Regions from separate parts of the Mus musculus genome. Here region 2 is linked to region 1. The links are chromatin contacts, called in public Hi-C maps. All regions are on one chromosome and are shown on one strand. The core of a region is the stretch at or near the end of the contact, and the rest is flanking DNA. Distances in the headings are between cores, read along the strand shown.

The links. A called contact is a pair of places that touch in the nucleus more often than the background predicts.
Region 2: a contact with region 1 is called in a Hi-C map of cortical neurons, with 2.8 times the contacts expected there. A contact is called at or near these places in 3 of 484 Hi-C or Micro-C datasets (the Ba/F3 cell line, adipose-derived mesenchymal stem cells and cortical neurons), 1 of 130 datasets of targeted methods (large pre-B cells) and 1 of 9 other capture datasets (adipose tissue).

What each region holds. Positions count from the first base shown.
Region 1 is chr19:32,184,449-32,188,492 of GRCm38.p6, forward strand. All of the region lies in intron 5 of Sgms1 (sphingomyelin synthase 1), which reads right to left. Among named protein-coding and RNA genes, the nearest start is that of Asah2, 83 kb to the left of the region's middle.
Region 2 is chr19:31,973,469-31,977,878 of GRCm38.p6, forward strand. No RefSeq gene overlaps it. Among named protein-coding and RNA genes, the nearest start is that of A1cf, 110 kb to the left of the region's middle.

The DNA of each region.
Region 1 (4,044 bases), core at 968-3,467:
TGAACAACAAAATAATACAAGAGTAAAAAGAATGCCAAAACTACTTTTTCAGACATTCAGGCTCAAATTCCACTCTGTTACAACAATAACGGGGACACCAAGGCAAAGGCCCTAACTGTGATCATAGTCTGCCTTTGGGCTAGTTAACAGAGAGTGGCAGAAACCAGTGACATGGGAGAGTCTGTGATGGTATCGAATGGTCCCTCAAGGGGCTGTGCTTGCTACCCTGTGGTACATGGGATGGGTATCGTTAAGTGTGGGCTTCCCTGAGCATCTCCAGACCCTGGTCAGGTGCTTTGAATTTCCTCAATATCAGATACAACAAGCATAAAATCCAGAGGAAGGAGCACACTGCAATTCCCAAACTGCGCAAACCCCATCAGGGAACAGAGCCCCTGGGGCGTGGGGGAGGAGGAGTGGAGAGACCTAAAGCACGGGCACCCCACTTCTGTCCTGCTGCTCCCACTGCTCTCTGACTTACAAGGATGCAATTTTAATACTTTCCATCCTTGCACAGCTACTGTGAGCTCTGATTAAGAAATATAGAAGCCGGGCGGTGGTGCCGCACGCCTTTAGTCCCAGCCCTCGGGAGGCAGAGGCAGGCGGATTTCTGAGTTCAAGGCTAGCCTGGTCTCCAGAGTGAGTTCCAGGACAGCCAGGGCTACAGAGAAACCCTGTCTCAAAAAAAAAAAAAAAAAAAAAAAGGAAGGAAGGAAGGAAGGAAGGAAGGAAGGAAGGAAGAAAGAAAGAAAGAAAGAAAGAAAGAAAGAAAGAAAGAAAGAAAGAAAGAAAGAAAGAAAGAAAGAAAGATAGAGAAATCTTCTAAAAAACTGAAATACTGCATGGCTCATCATAGTACCAGGAGATAGTAAATTGATAAATGATGAATTTGTAAGATAAACAATTTCCCGGTGGATGGGGATGCTCCAAAATGAAATCCAAGCAGTTTTGAGACTGAGGCAGAGTTGCTGTAAGGTTGATATCATCCTGGGCTACATGGTGAGTTAAAGACCAACCTGGTCTACAAAATGAGGCCATCTCAATACAAAACAACTAACCAAAATGGAGCTGGTGATGGCCATAGAAAGCAGGGGTTCTCAACCTGTGGGTCACAACGCTGGGGTGGGGGTGGGGGGTGTGTTTCAAATGACCCTTTCCCAGCAGGGACCTGAAACTGTCAGACAACACGAGATTCATAACAGTAGCAAAATTACAGTTATGAGGTATCAATAAAATTACTTGATGGTTGGGAGTCACCATAAAATGCGAAACTTCGTTAAAGGGTTGCAGTGTTGGGAAGATTGGGATCCGCTAATTCAGAGTCTCAGTATCCTAAGCTATAATTTTTTTTATGAGCTTAAAAATGATAGAAGTCATTATGACTTAGATTTGAGCCCACTTCTAAAGCGGCACCACATAACAGGTACCTGATTGCCCTCTAATTCCATAAGGTGTGGAGGCAGCAGTCATACCTTGAGTCTACACTTGGAGCAGTCTTCCTGAGAAGACCATTCCATCCAGGACCAGTCACAGGATACGGATGGCAGAATATGCACTTCCATACCACGACCAGGCCACAGTCCAAGTATCATTTCAGAATTAAAGAACAGGAAAAGTCAACTGACAAAAGTAAATAATTGAACAGCAATTACAGTAAATTACGAGGGTGAAATAGTATGCTATCTAAGATTTCCTTTGAAGTACTGTCTCCTTCAGACAGAGGGGGGAAGAAGAAAAATCACAGGAATTGGGAGAGAGAAGAGGAATCACAGAACATTAGCGCCAATACTGCAAAATAAAGATATCAAACTTATTTTACTACCTGATGTTTACAAACTATCATCATATTAATTCTGTCTAGTCTTTCATGATCTACTAGTCCCCTACTGTTCCAAGAGCATTAAAACCCTTAAGCATGATTTAAAACTGGTATACTGGAACTCTATCTGTCTTATACTCAATTTGATTGAAAATAATATAGACACATGCACATAAAGTGCTAGAAAATGTTAAGAAAATTCGCCACAGGACCTAGAGGGGAGGAGATGAACGCACAAAGTAAGCCAGCGCCTCTCAGTGCCACTAAGCAAATGAGCCATTGTCACAGGAAGCCAATGTTCCCTCCACCAAACCTTGGGCATCTAACCCTCGGGACTGCTCCCTTGACTCTAGCCATTCTCACAACAACCTTTGATCACAGCGAGTCGCAATACTGGAAGTGCACACACATCAGCGTGGCCCAGACCAACTTTCACCCACATCCACTTCCTCAAACTAAACAAAGCAGGTCAGACAACAGTGAAAATAGAAAAGAGAGGTGAGAAGATCAAATGCCATGGGCAAGGTGCCTGTGTCACACATGCTGAAAACACGGAGGCATGAGGCACAGATGCGGCACTCCAGCTGTTGGGGGAGTACACACTAAGTCTTAAATTGCCATTTTCTTACCCAACCTACAGCTTTTCACTCCTTACTTCCTGTCCAGCTCCAAAGGCAGCCTGGAAACATCTCAGCAACATCGCAGTGACAGATAAGGAGGGGGGCCAGGAAGGAGACAGTATTTTTAGAAATTCCATTTCATTAGGTCACTGATCTGTCATCCAGTTGATCAGCGGGCTTGATAAAGGCCCTGAATACTGAATACTGACCAAACAATAGAGCTTATCAAGAGATCCTTTGGGCCCTTTTCTGACACCTTTCTCTCAAAACCTCAAGAGGTTGTCTCAGTAAACTATAGATGAGAGGGCTGGTGAGATGGCTCAGAGGATAAAGGTATCTGCTGCCAAGCCTGACAACCTGAGTTCGATCCCCATGACCCACATGACAAAAGGAGAAAAATGGCCAGGTGGTTGTGGTCATTCATCTTAGCACTTGAGAGGCAGATGCAGGCAGATATCTGAGTTCAAGACCAGCCTGGTTTATACAGCAAGTTCCAGGACAGCCTGGGCTATAGAGGGACCCTATCTCAAAAAACCAAAACAAAGAAAAGGGAAGAGAACGATCATTCAACCATTTGCATGCACTTGCCTAGACTCAGAAGACTGTGTATAAACACACACACACACACACACACACACACACACACACACACACACACACAGAGAGAGAGAGAGAGAGAGAGAGAGAGAGAGAGAGAGAGAGAACTTTTTAAAAAGTATTGTTATGTTGGCACAAGTAACCAAGACTTTTCTGGTCAGATGCTAAAGGTCTATTCCCCAAATGAGGACTCCTTTGATCTTATAAGGGACACTCTGCTCAGCCCATCTTCTTCCTGGAGCAAGGTCCTCATTACTCAAATGTTTGGAGAGACATCCTATCTCCACAGACTCTACAAAAAGACAAGGAAAGCCACATGCGACCCAATACTTTGCTGAAGGAGAACATAATTTCCAATCCCTTGTGACACCTTTCCTCTGACTTTTGAAGAGAAACTTGTTTTGCTTGGAAGCTGATCCATCCCCATCGCCTAGGTAAGTTCACCTTGTGAGGTTTTCCATTTTGCTTTTCGCTACCAGAAATCCTTCCACCATCTGGTGGGCCAAATCTAGTTAACAGATTGTTTCTAAAGACTCAGTGCTGATCCCTGAAGGGCCTGAGCCTAAATCACCCTCCATCAGAAGCCCCATGGATTCCCATTTAGGAGACTTGGATTCCAGAATGACAATGCACAGAACGCGTCACTGAGGGCTCCAGGCTAAAACTACACATGCATCCTGTACTATATTTTACGGCACATGACAAGGCAGGATTACTACCAACCAGAAACTCAATTCAACCATTCAGTCTTCCCAAAGGCTGTCTTTGTGTTCTTTAAACAGATCTGTGCAAATTCTGGTACCAGACATTATAGAACGGAAAGGAAACTAAGTAAGTCTAAGGCTATATTAACCAAATGTGCATTAGGAAGACAAGCACACTCTGCCATCCAGTTACCCCTTCCTTTGTTTGAATCAATCTTTAAGAACCACACTACGTAATTCTCTGCTTTGTCAGCATCACATTTTTAGCAACCAATCTGATAGGAACACTTGATGAAGAAAACAC
Region 2 (4,410 bases), core at 1,348-3,847, 210 kb before region 1:
TTGGGAGCTAGCCACAGATGCTGGGGTCTAAGGTCCAAGGTCCCATCCTCACTGGAGCTGCCCCGAGCCATCTGTCTACTTTTACCACACAGCTGGCTGAGCATCCATATCACCAAATGTCATCTAGGACCCCAACTTATTTTCACACATTTTAGATCTCTAGAGATATGCTGCCTCACCTGTGTGTAGTTCTGGCCCACCATGGCATTGAAAAGAACACCTTTCTGCTTAGAAAGCCAAATTCAACCTCAAGACAAATCAAGGCTTAGACAAACTATGAAGAAGCCATATAACTTAGACTCTTCTTACGGAGAAGCACCAAAGATGGAACAGAAATTGCAGCAGGATTCCTTTTTCCTGAAACATGCTACCTGGTTCTAGGTACAAAAGGAAAAAAAGGGGGGATTGCCACGCACCCTCCAGTGAAGTCTTCTTGACAGGCTGAGAAGCCTAGGAGCACTCACGAGGCATAGAGTTTCAAAAGGAACTTACCTCCTGGAGCTTTGGCGTTCTCATAACCTGTATACTCACACCCTATCCCAGCATTAGTCTAGTGTATGGATCCGCGTGCTCTCTTTTAGTATTATTTTATTATAAGTGTCTTTTAAGTTTGAATTCTGACATAGCCAGAGCCTTCGCCAGTGTTCCAATGTCCTAGAAAATGCTTGAAGCCGAGGAGCTTGATAGAGACAGTAACTAATTAATCATTACAAAAGATGGAGCCAGCAGCTCAGGGCTGGTCTGCACAGTGTTTACTAAGGACAGTAGTTAGTCTCACCCAAACAAGGGACTACCATGAAAGAGCCAGGGAATCCCACTGAGACAGAAATCTTCAGTACAGGCTACATTGCATATTAGAAGCAAGTTGGTGAATTCTTCTGACAAATGGAGATTCTCCAGATACTTAAAAGTTACACTCATATAAGAATTTATCAAGGCCTAGGAAATAGGGGGGTTGTGGTATTGCATTATTCATGAGAAGGTCTGCTAGAGCAGAACCCCCTGGTGCTAGCCTTCATAAGGCTCAAAAGAGTAGCATTATGGTGTGAAATCCTTACCTGTCATTAAGCTGACCCTAGGCAGGACTGCTTTATCATTACTGTAAACACCTACCTGGTTCCTGTAAGTCCCTTTGAAGTCACTCCTTTGTTTTGTGTCAGGCAACTTCAATGTACTTTGCCTGCTGTGACTTCCTACCCCCTTTATTTTCTGTCCTATACAAGACTGGTGTTCACTTTGTGACAATACATTCAGATTCTACACAATTTCCTGTGTGCATCTGTCTGTCATTCCCGCCGACTCCTTGCCCACCTGTGACTAGAGACCCTTTCCACGCAGACAAAGGGACCCAGAGGGTCTGCAGCAGGGGATACTTGGGTTTGTATTCATTTTAATAGTTATTACAGAGAAATGCTACCAATCAGATCACATTTAGGCACTGGGGCCAGAATGGCTAACACATAGCTGACTCAGGCTGGAGAGATGGCTCAGCCATTAAAGGTTACGCTTCCAATCAAAATATGAGAGGACTCCATAGGTCTACATTATAAGAGAGTGAGTTGCCAGGAAGAGAGTTGGCACAAAAAAAAATGGAAAAAAGGGAAAAGAAGCTATGTTAGGTGAGGTGGTTCTCTGAGCAGGGGTCACTTAGCTAAATGGTAAGGGGTTGGTGGAAAGAGCAGGCCACCCAGAGGGGATGACAAATGTAGATCATCTACAAACTACAGAAAATGAAAAATACCTAAAATATACAGTATACAGCCTACCATTCAAAAATGACAACTTAAATAAGATGGTCTAGAAAATAATTTCTTCACAAATAGTAGAGATGGCGAGACTAAATACTATATATACTAAATATCTATAGGTAAATAGAGAAGAATCACAGAAGAGCTTTCTCAGAAGTGAAAAATGAAATGAAATGAAATGAAATGAAATGAAATGAAATGAAATGAAATGAAATAAATTGAAGTCACCACACCCAGATGGTTTCAGAACAGAACTCCAAGAAAACAAGATCAGGCAACACACCTGAGATCTAAGAAAGTATAGACAAAGAAGCAGGGGTTTAAATTCAGTAAATCTCTCTGTAAAAATGAATATAATATTGTTACCAATAATTAACAAATACTATAAACACACACACATACACACTCATGCACACATGTGCACGCATGTGTGCACATGCGCACACACCACAAAACAGAACAATCTCATTGGTCTAGGTTCATTTCTGTTACCATGATAAAATATCCTGACAGAAAAGCAACTTCTAGGAGGGAGTGTTTAGTTTAGCTAGCAACCCCAGGCTACAGTCCATCACTGATTTCTGAAAGCAAACAATGAAACCCTATAGGTACTGGGGAAAGGAGAAATTTTCTAAATTTCTTTAGAACTGAAAAGCAGATAATTTTTTCTTACTTTTATTCAAAACCCGAGTTCAATGAACTAGAAAGTGATTGTCTAGTTAGTGCTTCTGTTGTGATAAAATGGCCACTAAAAAGTGACTGAGGGAGGAAAGGGTTAATCTGGCTCACCCTTGAACAGGAAGTGGGGAGAGGGAGGAAGCAGAGAGAGGAGGCTTTACTTCCTGGATTCCTTCCTCTGCCTGCTCAACCTGCTTTCTTACAGAATTTACATCTGCCTGCCCAGAGATGCTGCTGCCAAGAGTGACCCTGCTCCATCAATCATCAGTCAAGCCTGTAGGCCAGGCTAAGGGAGGCAATTCCTCAGCTGAGGCTCCCTCTTCCCAGGGGACTCTAGTTTGTGTCTAGTGGGCAAAAACTAACCAGCACAGTAATTCGTGGTTAATAAAAATTTTAATTTTTCTCAATGAGCAAAAATGTTAATGTTTTAAGGAACCATGATTTCCGGTATAAAATGAATAAAATAAAATTCAGAGAAATTAAATCAACCGCTGTCATTTTCACTGCAGTTGAAGCACCAGGCTGTTCTTATTTCCTTCCTTGTGAAATATGCACATGTCCAATTTCTCTCCAGTGACAAGACCATGAAGCAATAGGGAGCACTGGGCATCTCGAAATGGAACAGAGGCCCAGACCTTAGCACAACTGATTCCATGATGGAAGCACCATTCAGGCCATAAAACTCAGCACATAGACAGTGCCACATGCCAAAACTAAAACCAAAAAACAATCCATATATGTTCATAGTTCTGGGAAAGCCTCAAAATGTACTAACCTTGCTCTGTAGCTTCTACAGTGCTGCTTCTGCCTGTTTTTGTTAACTGAAGTATGTCAATGCAGAGCATGGCTTTTGTGCTTAAACACTCACAAATGAGAAAAGAAGAATTCTGGGGGTCGCATTGAAGTCCCAAGCTCTAGACCTCAAGATATTGGGGTTCTCAGAGGCCATTGGAGCAAGGAAGAGTATGGTGATCAGGGAACTTCTAGGGTCAATTGCTGCCTAATGCTTCAAAGGCACCTTTGAAATGACACCTCCATTCCAAAGGAAACAAATTAGAAAGTTGCCTGGTCTGTCACCTCCAAGGGTAAGTCTGGTTAAGATGCCTTCTGTTTGGACATAAAGGAGAGGTCAGACTTGGCTGCTGATCCAGTGTCCAGGAACTAAGATGTCTCTGGATCCTTCTGTCTGTTCAGGTTATAAACATGGCCACCCCTGGTTGTCTTTATTCTCTCTCTCTCTCTCTCTCTCTCTCTCTCTCTCTCTCTGTGTGTGTGTGTGTGTGTGTGTGTGTGTGTGTGTGTGTTTCTGTGTGTTTGTCAGTTCTGCTTCCCTGTATTAACAATGGCTTTCTCTGGTGTGAGAACTCCCTGGCTCAAGCCCATAGAACAGAACTGATTGATCTGACCCAGGCTCTCAGATGGAGGAAAGCCTACCACCATATACACAGCCCCCCAGTCTGGATGCTCTCACTACCAGGCATGGTAGAAGGTGGACCTATCCTTATAAGTGACTTGACCTTTCTTTCTTGCTGCTTTTAATACCCATTCTTTACTCTGTGTTCTAAATATTTTACCTATAGTATTTGAATTATAATAGTTTGTGAGGCTTTTACTTTCTAGTGCTGCTAATTTGGAGTTCTGTAGGGTTCTTATAGCTGGATGGCCATCTTTTTCCCTAGGATATTATGCCTAAAAGTTCACCCTAAGAAAGGCTTGGTGCTACACTGGGATCATGAACACCCAGTGTAGTCACTGGCTGGCTGATAAAAACTTTCGGTTGACTTAAACCCATGTTTCAATAGTCTTCTTGGTGAATACCCCACTATCAGTGGTTGCTATGTTGCTTTTCCCAGGAGACAAAAGAAACCTGTTTTGGAGAAATATCTGACTGTCTTTTAAAGGAATGGATCAGGCTGACAGCTACTAAATCTAGTGCCAATCATAGTTGAAGTGAAAAGACAGGCACTATGTGTCTATGGCTTTG